Regions from separate parts of the Ovis aries genome. Here region 1 is linked to region 2. A link is a contact called in public Hi-C data. All regions are on one chromosome and are shown on one strand. The core of a region is the stretch at or near the end of the contact, and the rest is flanking DNA. Distances in the headings are between cores, read along the strand shown.

Region 1 (7,147 bases), core at 4,171-6,670, 970 kb after region 2:
CATACTGCTGACATCCATGTGCAGAGGTGCGGGGAGAAGGACGGGACAGAGGCCAGGGTTGCTGCAAGTCCATCCTCTCCGCCCGGGAGAAGGCTGCACAAAAGAGAAATCCCTGCAAACAGATTCAACTTCCCACGATTGGACCCTGCTTTGCCACTGTTTTATGTAAAAGCAAAGCAAGGGAGCTCCTTCCTGAAAAAACCGGAGTGGTAAAGAGGTTGAAGGAAATAAACTTATGTTTGGAGTATTATCTCACACGACGTGAAATCAACGTGGGGCTACAACGCTTTCCTTCCTTTCCTCCAGCTCACAATTCCCTTTCCTGGCCGAAAGAACCCCCCCAACCCCCACCCCCATCACCACCTCCCCCCCACCCCACTCCCCACATGCCCTGCTTGGCCTACTGATTTAGGTACATCATTGTTTTCAAGTCCTGTGATCCTTTCCTCTCGTGAAAGAACTCAAGATAAATTTCTATATCATACATTAGGGAGTCCAAGGCACTACCATTTGCCACACTGCAAAGATTTCAGATTTAAAAAAAAATGTAATAGGAGGGGAATTTTCTTTTTCTTTTTTTCATTTTCTCATCTCTGGAAGCTCCCTTTGAAGGGAGTGTAATTTGTCTAATTGCTCTGGCAATACACTGAGGCTGATGGAGGTGGGGGGGGTGGGTAGCCTCCACCATAATTGCTTTGAGCTTAGAATTCAGAGTGGTTATTGAGGGATTTCTGCTTCTTTCTTACTCACACACAGAGAGGGAGGGCTGTATTTAGATTTCAGCATTACTTTCTACCTGAAACAATTTGAGGTTAAACTTAAAATTATCTAAATGTTTTTGTGGTTAGGCAAAAAATCACCTAAATATATATTATATGGCAGTACTCTAAACAGGCCACATATGTAAATAGACATATAAAGTACAGCATCCAACACACACACATCTACGGTTCTGTATGCATGCACCCCCATTTTCTGTTTTCCTTTTTGCTTTGTTGTATCTCTACAGTTTGTCTTCCTTTAATAGCCTGCACAAAATGTCACTAGCCCATTGTAAGGGGGGCAAATGGAGTATCTTTTAGAAACATTTTGTTTTCATGGTCGAAATAATTTTATTTATCCAGAATATACAGCTTAATTCTTCTATCTACACTTATTTACATGGTTAAAATAACATTGAAAAAAGTCTTTTGAAAAGTTGAGGTCATAGATTTCAAGGCACCATTGATAGTGTCCACAGTTGCGCAAAAATGTTCGTCTGTAAAAAAAGGGGGGACGGGGTCCTTTGAAATGCAATAACTTACATGCAAAAAAAAAAAAAGCTTTACACATGAATTTTTTTTGTTTCCGTTTTTCCAAACTTTCCCATATGAATTCCTTTTTTTTAAAAAAAAGGTTGATTTTCTAAAACAGCAAAAACACAGTAGTCCCAAAAAAGAGAGCAAGAGAAAGCGGCCGGTCTAATAGAGTGTCCCGGAGGCCAGCGCCAGCGGGTGCTGTAAGGAGCCGGGCGGCGGCAGGTGGGAATTGATTGAGCTGGCTGCGCTCGGGTACCAGGAAGCTGAGTTCTCCAGGTAGCTGGACGCAGGGGACTGGTTGGAGGTCGGAGGGTGGGCATGAGGGTGGTGGCTGAGCGAGCGGGACGAGCCCTGGGGCTCCCACACCGCTGGAGACTGCGGCGAGTTACACGCCATAGGGTCGCTGGAGCTGGGGCTATGCTCCGGGGGCATCTCCCCGTTTTTCATGATCTTCTTGATCTTGGATCTTTTGTTCTGAAACCAGATTTTCACCTGGGTGGGGGGGGAACAAAGGCACACGTTACCGGGACGCTCAGGTGCTTGCCCGCGCGCCTCCCCCAGGGCGGGGACCAGAGGCTTAATTCGGCCCCCAGGAGGCCGGACACTGGCGTCCCCCCGCAGCTGGCGGCCTATGGTGAAGGGGCTGGACCCAAGGTCACAGTCTGGATCATGGGCCCCAGAGGGGCCGCCGCTGGCGCAGGACCCCAGGCTTCAGTCTTTGGTTGGGGCCGGGGGAGGGGGCGCGAGTGTCCACGCCGGCGAGAGCGCACGTGTAACCCAGCGCTGGAAGCACGCAACGCGGCGCCACGAACGTCTCCAAAACAACCGCTCGGGCGCCGTGCGCCAGGGGCGCGTCCGCGCGAGGTGGGAGGAGGACCGAGGAGTGGCCTCCCCGCTGCCCGACCGCCTCCTTTTCCTCCCACTCCTGCTCGGCTTCGAGGGCATTCTTTATTCTTCCGTCGGCCCCCGTGGGGTTGCGGTGGGAGTGAAGGGGACCGTCCAGGGCAGACTTTCCCGGGCCACAGCGCCCCCCACCTCGGGCCCGCCGCAGGCGCAGGGCGTCACCCTCTGCTTCCGGCCGCCAGCGCGCGGCCTGAGACCCCCGCGCGGGGGCCGGGCCCTGCTTACCCCCGCTGCTCTGCACTGTGCGGAGCACTAGACAGTTTCTTAAAGCTGCGAGGGTGTCCTCGAGACAACCCTCGCCTTGTTCCCAATCTAGGGAACTGGCCCCTCAGCCCCCGTAGACTCGAAGGGCGGGGGGCTGCTTCTGGGGATGAACGACGTCTCGCTGCCGTCTCCACCACTCACGGCGACGCCACCCGGCCTAGAGGGGAGGGCGCGGGGTCAGTGTCTGTCTGCGAGTTTCTCGCGGGCCCTGATGAGTCGGCTCCAGCCCGCCGGGACCGAACCGCGCGGCCCGGCCAGGCTTGCAGCCCACCGGGGCTCTGGCCCAGGCCGCGGCCGGATTTACCTGTGTTTGCGTCAGTCCCAGCGAGGCGGCCAGCTCGGCGCGTTCGGGCAGGGCGAGGTACTGAGTCTTCTGAAACCTTCTCTGTAACGCGGCCAGCTGAAAGCTGGAATAAATAGTCCTGGGTTTACGAACTTTCTTTGGTTTGCCGTTCACCATCCTCACCTCGGGCTCGGCCACTTCTTTCTCTAAATAATCAAAACAGACCCGGTTAGAACTCCTTGGCAGACAATGGCCCTTTTGCAGAACTTGCGAATACAGTCCTTGAAATTCTTACCACGCAGCCTTCACTCTTTTCCCCATATCACCACCTTTACTTCACGGGACAGCACCCTCCCCGCCTCCCCCCGACCCCTCATCATGTAAAAGGCCAGGTAGCCTGATTAATTTCCTTCTCTGTTTATTCAGGTTCTCCTGGGTTTTTGCAGAGCGTCTGGCACAGCAAAACTCCCTTCTTGGCGTCCGGGATTTAGCCCTTGCAGCGGTTCTTGCTTCCCCCGGATTCGTTTTCAATCCCACTCTGTGTTCACCGACGGCTCTAGGGTGAGTTTTGGGCCCGTCTCTCCCGGGGATTCAAGCGAGGAAGCCCGGACTGTGGTCCCCCTTATGTCAGCGTCTGTTCGGGCGCCCACAGAGGCCAGACGCTTGGGCAGGGAAGACGCTAACCGAGGTCTCCAAAGTTCAAAGACCCACAAGCAAACTGCTCCTTCAATTCAGAGGCAAGCGGTCCGAGCCGCCGCAGACAGAGGGTCGATTATGCAGCCCCCATAATCTCCCTGCAGATCTGCGAGGGCACAGATGTGTCTGGTTTCTTTTACAAATAGACTTAATAAGTTCTTGGCCAAAAGGAAAAAAAAAAAATCTTTCATGTATGCACGAAGCACAGAGCCACTGAAAGAACGAAGACACCCCACTTCTCCTCCCCCCGCCCCCATCCACCCACCCACCACACTGGCAATCTTTTAAAGTTTATCAAGAGTTACAATTTGAAAAAGAATCTGCGGTGGGGTGTTTTCGTAGGAAAGGGGCGGCAGATCAGGACGAATTTAGCAGACTTGGTAGTATAGACTTGGCGGGGCGCGGGGAGGGGGGTGGCGGGAGCGGAGACTCTCCGAACGCGTGTTTTCCAAACGTGCCCTGGGGCCACAAGTCCCCTTTCACAAAAGTACTTTCTTATCAAAAGTGCCCATCTCTGAAAGGGGCGGAGACCCTCTCCTTGGGGTGTGCGTGTGCATGTGTGTGTGTGTGTGTGTGTGTGTGTGTGTGTGTGCGCGCGCCGAGCTCCTGGGAGAAGGGCGGAGGATGAGGACTGTGGTCTCCATTCTGCCAGAGCAGGGGATGCTAATATTAGCAGGATTATTAATGTGCTGGTGGGAAGAGATCAAACCTGACCAGCAAAACCTCTCCAAGGAGACCTCATACCGCTCTTACCGCCCAAATTCACTAACCCTCAAACTCTCCAACTAAGTTTCAAGGCAGACGAAAAAGGAGACGCCTTGAAAAAGGAGATGGGAAGGAGAAACAAATTTTAGGCACCCAATGGAGAAAAAAAAATATTGCTCCAATAACGTGACCCTTCAGCAAACCTCCTCCACCTTTAAATGGCTTTTTGTTTTTGGAAATGCCTTGGATAAACCGCAGGGCTCTCGGCGCGCTCTTCCTCTGGCGGGCTAGGGCTCGCGGGCCCCCACCCTGCCCCGTGTGCTCAGGGCACCCATACCACGCTGGCTCGCAGCTGCTCCCAGACTGTTCCCCACGGAGTCTTTGAGGCAGCCATGCATCCCGACTCCCACCGATCGAGCTCGCCTACCCCCCTCCCGCCCCCGCCCCCGCTCCCAAATCCAACAAATAGCCTCCCTACCCCCTTTTCCAGCTTAGCCGGCTTCCTGACCGGGCAAGCTGAGAATCCAGCGACTGAGCGGTCGCCTGAAGGGACCGAAGAGAAGAGACGCTGGCTCGAACAACCCCCTCAGGCTGCCTCTGCTAAGAATCTCTAAAATGCTGGCCCGGGAATCTCTCCCGTTCGTAAACTCGGCCCCCACTCCCTTCCGCCGGGGGCTCCCCCATGCCCTACCGCGTCTCCCTCCCCCCGAAGCCTGACTCCCACCCCCACCCCCGGTACCTGGCTGGCTGGTGGCGCTCGGAACGCGGTTGTAGGCGCCGCCGTACTGGTGGTAGGGGCTGGCGTAGCTGTAGTCGGCGTAAGCTTTGGCGGGGTAGCTGCCGGCGGAGCCGTTCACGCCGTGGTACTGGTACTGGTACGGGTTGAGCGCCTTGCCGTAGGAAGCCGAGGTAGGAGAGCAGTAGCCGTGCGGGGCTCCCCCCGGGGCGCTGTAGTAGTCGGAATCGGTAGCCGACGACTCGGGCAGAGTTGGCGATTCCTGAGACGGGTGGTGCATAGCTGCGGCCGTCTGGAACGGGGCTTGGAAGTCGCCGGATCGGATGCTGGGGACCCTTCTGTCAAACACTCCTGTCATCGCTCGCTGGCGGCGGCGGCCCGAATTGGCTGTGGGGCTGCTCTGGTCTAAGCTGACATGGCTGTAGGAGCGAGGGAGGAGGAGGAAGAGGAGGAGGAGGAGAGGCGGCGGCGGCGGCGGCGGCGGCGAGGAGGAGGCTGGGAGTCGCGGAGGCTCTGTCTCGGGCAGGCTGACTGCTGGCTGAAGCGCAGCACAGCCTTGGTTAAATCCTTAATTGCGCGCTTACGCACAGCGGGGTGGATCGGGTTCCATTGGCCAGGGCCTCCTGAGCAGGAGCAACACCCTAACTCGTCCAACTAGTTTTAGCACAACAAAGCATTGCTTAAAAAAAAAAAAAAGAGGGAGAAAAAAAATGAAGGGGTGGGGGGAAGACAGAGAGAGAGAGAGACAGAGTTGTTGCTTGTTGGGGGAAGGAGGGGTGTCTCAGGCAATCTGTTTCCAGTGAATTCTAGAGACGACGCAGAAGCCCCAGCACCCAGCTCTGTACTGTCTGGAGACAATGTGTTCCAATGAGCAGCCTCAGAAAGTGCACATGTTTTGGGATGAGGTCGACCACTGTCTCTCCTTGCTTCTCAGCTGCACCAGGGGCGAATGTGGAATTGAACACTGAAGAGTGGAGATGTGGGACAAAGGCAAAAAGAAACTGATGAGAACAATATTTTTAGTGGGGTACTGGGAGCTAAGTTGTAATTTACATGTGCTGAAAATTTGCGATTTGGGGAAAGACAGACAAATCTGGAGCAAGCACTTCGTTTGCCCGAGATGAGTTTTATTTCTGAGAGGGTGAGACAAGGGTGCTCAAGAGGCACAATAAATGGCAGGAAGAGTTCCTGCAGCCCCCGGTGCCCACAGTGACTTTAAAAATCACTGCCTTAAGCACAAATACTTTAATGACTCCTAAAGTGCTGGTCCCCAAAAGGTGCAGGCAGCCCCACATTTTGTCCAATATTCTAGTCTATTTGGATGCTATTTGAATAGAGGATCTATAATTCTGTGTTCAGCGGCCAAAGACTCCTGCAAAAGTGAACGGTCTACTTATGACCTGTCCTCAGGGACTTAATGGGAACCCGTGGAACACTGGAAAGTAGAGATAAAAGCTCTTTAGGGAAGTTGGGTGAATCTCATGGATTTCCCACTCCCAGCTCCACGGAGGTAGAACCAAGGGCCTGCTTTTTCCTTCCCCAGGTCTGGGTTCCTTGCAAAGAGAGAAAAGGCTCAGGAATCAGACCCTTGATGTTTGGGATGCAGAGTTTGCTTTTCATGACATGTCGTTCTTGCTCTAGCAGTGATCTAGCTGGGAGATTAGAAATTTAATATTAGTTTACCGCTCCCCACTGCCCCTCTCCTCAAATAGGCCCCTCACTACAGGAGCTGGATCCTGATTTGGGCCCTCCCAGCATCCTCCTCCAGGGGTCGGGAGATTTGGAGCCTGGGAGCTTCACACCACTTCCAGGGTGGATGGCCTCTTATTAGTGCTTCCTCTCTGCCCCCCACTGCCAATTGAAGAAGAAAATACCTCCATTAATTGTGTCTTGTCCTGGTATAACTGGGGAACTATTTTGGCTCAAAACATGCTAGCAGGAGAGTCGAGTGGTGGGGGCAGGTGTGGAACTTGGTGCCCGGGTGCCAGCCACATGCCAGCCGGGTGCCAGCCTGGCTCTGAAACTCCAAAGCTGAGGAGCAACCACGTGTGCACCAACTCCCTGCCTCTGCCATCTGGGCGTCGAGAAACCACAGCTGTGGTCGCTGGGCCCTTTGGGGGCAACTTCAGCTGGTGGGGGGTGGACAAGAAAGGCGAGGTGTGTGTCACCAGGTCCACAGTGTCCCATGCCCTGGACTTCTCTGAGACAGATGCCCCGTGAAGAGAGGCAAGGCTGGCCACCCGTCCTTGCCCCATGCTGTGG
Region 2 (6,560 bases), core at 2,154-4,653:
AGACCTTCACTGTGTTTCATAGAGGACCCCCCACGGTTCCAGCAAACAGAAAATGGACTTGACAGCTAGAAAAACCAAAGAACCAACTCCAATGTCGCCACGTACAACGTCGGGAAAGCTACTGACTTTCCTGAACTGTCATTTTATTTTCTGTAAATATTGTCTACCTTTCAGAGATTTGATGTGAATTAAATTAGGCAATATGTATATGGAGTCAGGCACATGCAAACACCCAGTAATATACCCTGCCCTGCCCTTCAAGCCTGTCTGGGAGGTGACTGGTAGCCTACTTCTCCACGTCGAGAATCAGGGCATTAAAATCATGCTGATCCGTGTCTGGATATTTTAGCATTTGGGGGGCACAGCCCTGGAAACTTGTCTGGTTATTACAGCTTTTTTTCATTGGCGTGCGTCACACATACTGTGGGCTGCGTTACAAGGCAGTTTTCCTTTTCCTTTTCTTTTTTCTAACAGGCCACCAATACCAAGCAGGGCATCAGAAAAAGAGAATACACAAGTGAAGGGGTTTTTGCCTAGTGAAATTTGATTGTCTTGAAAAACACTTTCTATGGTACACACAGTGGAATGATATTTACTTTACTAAGTGGCCTAGTATTTTGCAGAGTAAATATCTAAGATTATCAAGCTTCTGTAGCTTTAATACATACAAATGATGTTACAAGTTCCTCCTCAAAAATCACTGGTCAAATTTGCCCCTACACTTTCCACCTTTTCAAAACTTGTAGTGTTTTAAAACTGGTGCTAATGCACTAGCAAGCTATAACAACTTTGTGTATACAAGCATCTATGTTTCAGAATTCAAAACCAGAATCTTTAGGCCCTAATGCTTTTGATGTATTATATGAAAGTGCTAGTATTTCATGATATATATGTAAATTAGGAAATGTTTTATATTAAGTGTTTGAGACAAATTTTCAGAGAGGTTTTCAGCTTACCTTTTGAGTCCCAAATAAGATAGAATGAAAGCTCCTTTATCGAAAAAAAACTGCACTTAATATTTGGAATAGCAGTGCTTACTGTTATAAGAGTGGCATTAGCCTATGCCTGTGGTGTCTGGTGATCTAATCTTGGGAACTAGTGGGTCACGGATGGTGGTTCCCTTGGTACCTTGCTAATGCCTTCAATCCTGACCAAGGCTTCTTCATCCTGTAAATTTATCAAGGTTAAAACAAATCCTTTGAAAAGATAAATCCTCTCCCTTGCCCCAAATGTGCACAATCTGTAATTTAGAATTACTTGCATAGTGACTTTTAGAATGAAAGATTCAGTCTTGGAGGTAGGAGGTAATAAGGGAATATTAGCATTTCGGTACAAGACGATTTAATACGAGAAAATTGGTTTTTGGTCGGATGAAACTAAAAGTTATTTCCAGATGTTTAAAAGGTAAAATATCCAAGATATACTACAGTTTTGACTAAGTTTCTTTAAAAAAAAAAAAAGCCACCAAAAGAGAAAAGGAAAGAAACACTAGAGATTAGCAATGTAATTTGAGAGAATTAACATATCAAATAATATCAGCTTCTTAGAAAATGCCTGGATGGTTTTAAAGCTGGATGGTTTTCTAATTGAGCAAAGCAAGGACTGTAGATTAGTTATATATTTATTGAATGTCTGTGTTCATCTGTGTCTACACCTCTATATGCTCAGTTATCCTATCAGCTGGGTTATTAATAAAGGGTCCTGAGAACTGGCTTTTTAAAGCATGTATAAATCTTTTCTACTCTTTGATTTTAAGAAAAATATGTTACTCATATTCTCTAACAAATAGTGACTGGCTAGCTATAAAGTCAAGAATTTGGGACAAATAATCTTCTACTAAGAGAATTTAATACTCAGAAGCAATCAATGAAGGACCACCTACTTTATCTACCCTGGCTTTTTTTTTTTTAATATTAATTTAAAAAGATAATGTTTTCATACTATTTTAAGGCATCACTGGATATTCAGATTCTCTGGAGAAGGAAGTTTGAATCATCTAGTCCAAGCAGTGAGAGAGGATGGGAAAAAGCCACATCAATAGCAAATAGGCAAATAATCTTAGGTCCAAATTAGAGTGCAAATATGGGATAGAATAGATATGTTGGCATAAGAGTTATAATGTAGAGGAGTAAAATACAAAGCTGTAAAACTAATGTCCATTTAATTCTTTTTGCGATTAGCAGTGTTACATGTTTTTCTAGCTACTTCTTAAATTAAAAATAAGACCACACACACTACCCACCCTACACACACAATGTCTCACCTAAAATCTTCTGTTGCTTTAATAGTCTTACAACTATATTCACGTCTCAGCAATGCCAAAGCAAGATAATTCATGGAAGGAGACATCACTTAGTCACTACCTTAAATTTTTGCATTAGGTTCAGGCTGTGGGAGTTTTATTGTCTTCTTACAGATTTTTTTCCCACTTTGAGTTCAGCATATGGATTTTGGGCTTTTTATTTTCTCTCACAAAACATCTTGGGAATTTGCTCAGATATTTGGTGCTGATTCCCCACAGATAGGTTCTTTGAACATTTTCTGCAGAAAGGATTTGCTTGTTCATATTGTGTGTTATCATTCTTTGGTCTTATTACGCTGGCCTGTACAGGCATTCCACGGTGCCCATGAAGAGGGTACAGACAGCTGACTGGATGAAGACATTGGGGAAAAAAACTCCCATTGTTTAGATTTCTGTCAGAGGATATAAGAATACTTAATTTCTTTTATCTCTAGGGCTTTCATTATCATTTAAATTTCATTTTACATTAATTGATCAGGGATTAGTAAAGCCATTATGCAGAAATTAGAATAAGACAAGCCAGATGGAATGAATAATTCATGAAGTCCAATTACGTTTTATTTCTGGTGTACTTGCCTCTGACTTCTGTGCTATTTTGATGTGACAGTATTCGCTGGAAATCAGGAGTGCCATTTTAATTTATTGTATCCCTCTGGAGGGGAAGCTTTTGTATGCAGTAGGGGTGTGTTAATGCATTTTCCCCCCAAAACACCGATTTTCAGGGCTCTTAGAAATATTGGGTGAGCTAGAAAATGTGATTCGCCTTCCACGGAGGTTGAGGGGACAGTGCATTGAGCCTCACCAGTACACTTGATTTGGGTGAACTGATCCTAGATGGAGAGGCCAGAGTCTCAGAACCGCGAGATGTTTCGCGTGCCCGACGAGCTAACGATCCCTTTAAACTACGTGACCCCATTCCCGCGCAAAGGAGCCATTAAAGTATAAATCTGGCCCCGGAGTCGGATTGGAAGCAGAGCTGCAGCCACGGAAAACGGCCGCTAGGTGGCAGGCGTTGCCTTCCGTGCTAAGGGTTCTGGGTCACCGCGATTGCCCGGGCTTCCAGAGCCTTCCCCCGCGGGTCTTACCCCGGCGAGCCGAGCACGCCTGGGTTCGGCCCCCAGCAGCTCGCATCGCGCAGCCCGACGAGCACCCCGAGTGCCCGGGCCGCCCGTTCACCTGTGTGGAATGTCTCCCCCGACTGTGTCCGAAGCCGCCTCCCCGCCCGTCCCAGCCCCCAGCCCCTTAGGAGTCCCTCCCCGCCCCCCACCCCCGGTATTTATTTATGCCAGTGGACAGTTCTAGTAACTTTAAAGCTGCGGTTCACCTTCCCGAGGACTTTCATCTCGGGAAGTTTTATGACACTTTGTGAATGTGCAAAGTTTTTAATTAGGCTCGCTAGACAGCCCGAGGCAGCGGCAGCGCCACAAAGTCTTCACGGTCTCTCTGCTTTACAGCACAACAAGCCGCTCTACTCCTTTGAAGACAATGCCGACTATGTGTACGATGTCATGTGGTCGCCCGTGCACCCCGCGCTCTTTGCCTGCGTGGACGGGATGGGGCGCTTGGACCTCTGGAACCTCAACAATGACACCGAGGTGAGCGCAGGCGCCGGACCCGGCGGGCTGGGAGGGGGGCGCCGGCGGCTTCTCTCCGTCTCCCCCTCTCTCAGAAACGGCCTTTTTTTGGACAGACCCTCTAATTGCAGCTGTGCTGCCGACCCCCCCATTCTCCGCTGCTCTGCAGGGAATTGGCAGATGCATTTGGCCCCAAATCATTTAATCTCACTTCATCCCTAAAACCGTGGCAGAATCCTGGACAATTGACGACCCTTCTTTGCAAAGAGCAAAACCATACGTGTTCACGCCTTTCACTGCGGGAAAGGACACTGGGGCATATTTGAGAGTGGTGTTGAAATAACTATGGGCAAACACTTGGAAAAGTAAGCTTTTGTGGACTCTGACTTGAGATTGGGCTTTTTTAAAGGGCTATTTGCCAGTGTTTGCTGTTTGCACGATTTCTGTTTTAAATCTGTAAAAGATGATTCTCTGGACTGTTGATGTTTAGATCTAGTGTTCATTTAATTTTTAGAAGGTAAATAATCCTTGTCTAAGAGACTGAACTCACCACTCTTGTAATAGTTTCTATCTCTGAACATGTTTATTAAATTCAGTAATTTTTAAAAAATATTTTAACATGTCACATTTGGAGTACTTCACAAGTGAAATTTTTTTCAAAAGGCAATTAATCACAGGGAAATAGTCTTTAAAAAATCATGCTGTATATATTCATGTTTTTAAAATTATGTCACATGGCTTATTCCTTTTTTCCACTCTCAAAATTATTGAGGTGCTGATTTTCAGGTACTAGAGTTTGGGGGTTGAGTTTAAAAAGAAACAAGAATATTAAAGGTCCTTCAGTTTAATACAATAAAATGGTCTGGTCATCAGCTGGTCCGTGATTTAGGGTAGCTCTCCATCAATAAGAGTGGACAGGTAAGAAGAACAAGTGCTGAAAACTACGTGTCAAGTGGAGAACAAGGGAGAGGTCTTTTGAAGTGTTCTGAACAGGAAACAGCTCAGCCTTTTTAATTAGGAAGCCTGCAGCTGGGGGATGTGAAGAGAACCGGGCTGCCCTGATATTTTTTGGGGAGGGGCAGAGAAATATCCTTCAGGTGTTAATACTGAGTCACTGTATCATACAAGATTATATGCACCTAAAACCACTGCCAAATAGTTGTCTTTTACAAATCTTTCCATTTAACTCTGTTTTTGATTTTTCCTTTTGGCTACCAGAACTGCATGACAAGGACAAGAGTTATGTAATGAAGTGTCCTTGGAAATGCAGGGCAGCAGTACGTGCAGGGCCCATCATTTCAGACTTTGAAACATTTATAACATTATTGCCTTTCATGGAAAGGTGCCTACTACTAGACAATGTAATGGTTTCCCAAAGTCTTTCATCACCATTGATTAAAATCATATTGTTTCTTTTGGTAGAATAAACTCATTCACTGTAAACAACCCAAAAAGCACAGTTTTCAGTTTGACTTAGGAAACAACCCACCTCCTGCCACACACACACGCAATTAGAAATCAGATTTACTAGAAGTGAGTTCAGGTGATACTCAACTATTAATATGGTGCAGTGGCGTGTCCTACCAACTCCTTAGTAATTCCTCTGTAACTCTTTTTGTTTAGTTTTGGGTTTTTTTTATCTGCTCTTTAGGTAAAATGAAATAATATCTCAGCATTGCCAAATGTGATTTTTTTTTCTCCCTTCCCTCTCTCTAGGTATCAAGAGACAACCGCATAAGTCCTTTATAGCTAAGCATTTTAAGAAATCATTACTAGGCATGCAAATCGTTTAGTTTTGCGGTGAACGTAGGTCTGCTTTTGCAATAATAGTAGATACATTGAGCCTGATTCAGATCCAGTAATAAACTGAACACTTTTTAAAACCCTCAAATCACTTTCGTCTTCTGTCAAGTTGAACAAGATTTTTAAAATATTTGTCCGATTAGAAATTAGATTTGTTTAAAAAAAAAAAACCAAAAAGCCTGAAACTTCAGTGCTTCTTAGTCGGTGTTCGAAATACAGTGCTTTTTAAACCAACTTATTCCAAGTACTCCTATGCAAAGACAGTTTTTACATTCACCTACTTCACTGTTACTGATCTCTACACAGTGTGGTAAATTATGTATATATATTCTGTGTTTGCAATTAAAATGATTAAAAACTGTGAAAATAAGAAACTGAAATACAGGAGTAAGAGACAGTTATGCATTATTTTCATTATAGATTCAGTGACTTTTGAAAACTCATTACTTGTCAAATTAATGAAATATTTTTGTCATTTTCTTCATACATTTCATAATTCTTTTAGTATGTGTTATAGACTGCCAGTTTCTATTTTTTTACCCCCACCATTTATAGCATCTATGAAAAGAAGATATTTTTAAATGGTTAAAATAGAAATTGTTCCAGTTTGCTACATTACTTAATTCTAAATAAATATATAAAATTCTTTAATATGTTTTAGGCATAATTTAAAATGTATCCAAAAATCATTTTATTTTGAGTGATCTTTTGTCATATTTATATTAAGATTAAATACTTTTTATTCAATTTTTGAGATTGTTCAGAGATAAAATCTGATATTAACCAGCATTAGGAAAAGTGGGAGCCTTATGATCTACCTAAATTATGGAGTTAAAAATTTTAACTCTGAAAACTATCTAGCTGATTCTCAGATTTGTTTT

Evidence for each region. Hi-C and Micro-C count contacts between places; a contact is called where the count stands out from the background.
Region 1: a Hi-C map of liver shows a contact between it and region 2, with 7 times the contacts expected there. The contact joins the promoter of DLX5 here to the enhancer-like site in region 2. A contact is called at or near these places in 7 of 16 Hi-C or Micro-C datasets (blood, liver, muscle and 3 more).

What each region holds. Positions count from the first base shown.
Region 1 is chr4:15,158,137-15,165,283 of ARS-UI_Ramb_v3.0, forward strand. DLX5 (distal-less homeobox 5) reads right to left here and starts at 5,421. Exons shown (of 3, transcript XM_015095203.3): 1 at 4,889-5,421; 2 at 2,770-2,954; 3 at 1,088-1,790. The coding sequence starts at 5,243. The coding sequence ends at 1,461.
Region 2 is chr4:14,185,393-14,191,952 of ARS-UI_Ramb_v3.0, forward strand. DYNC1I1 (dynein cytoplasmic 1 intermediate chain 1) reads left to right here. Exons shown (of 17, transcript XM_004007740.5): 15 at 3,757-3,897. Among named protein-coding and RNA genes, the nearest start is that of TRNAS-GGA, 120 kb to the left of the region's middle. Within about 2 kb of position 3,404, at least 4 of the 54 cell types and tissues checked have an H3K27ac peak or open chromatin away from gene starts, as enhancers often do. A contact at or near this core is called in liver, where this site is marked.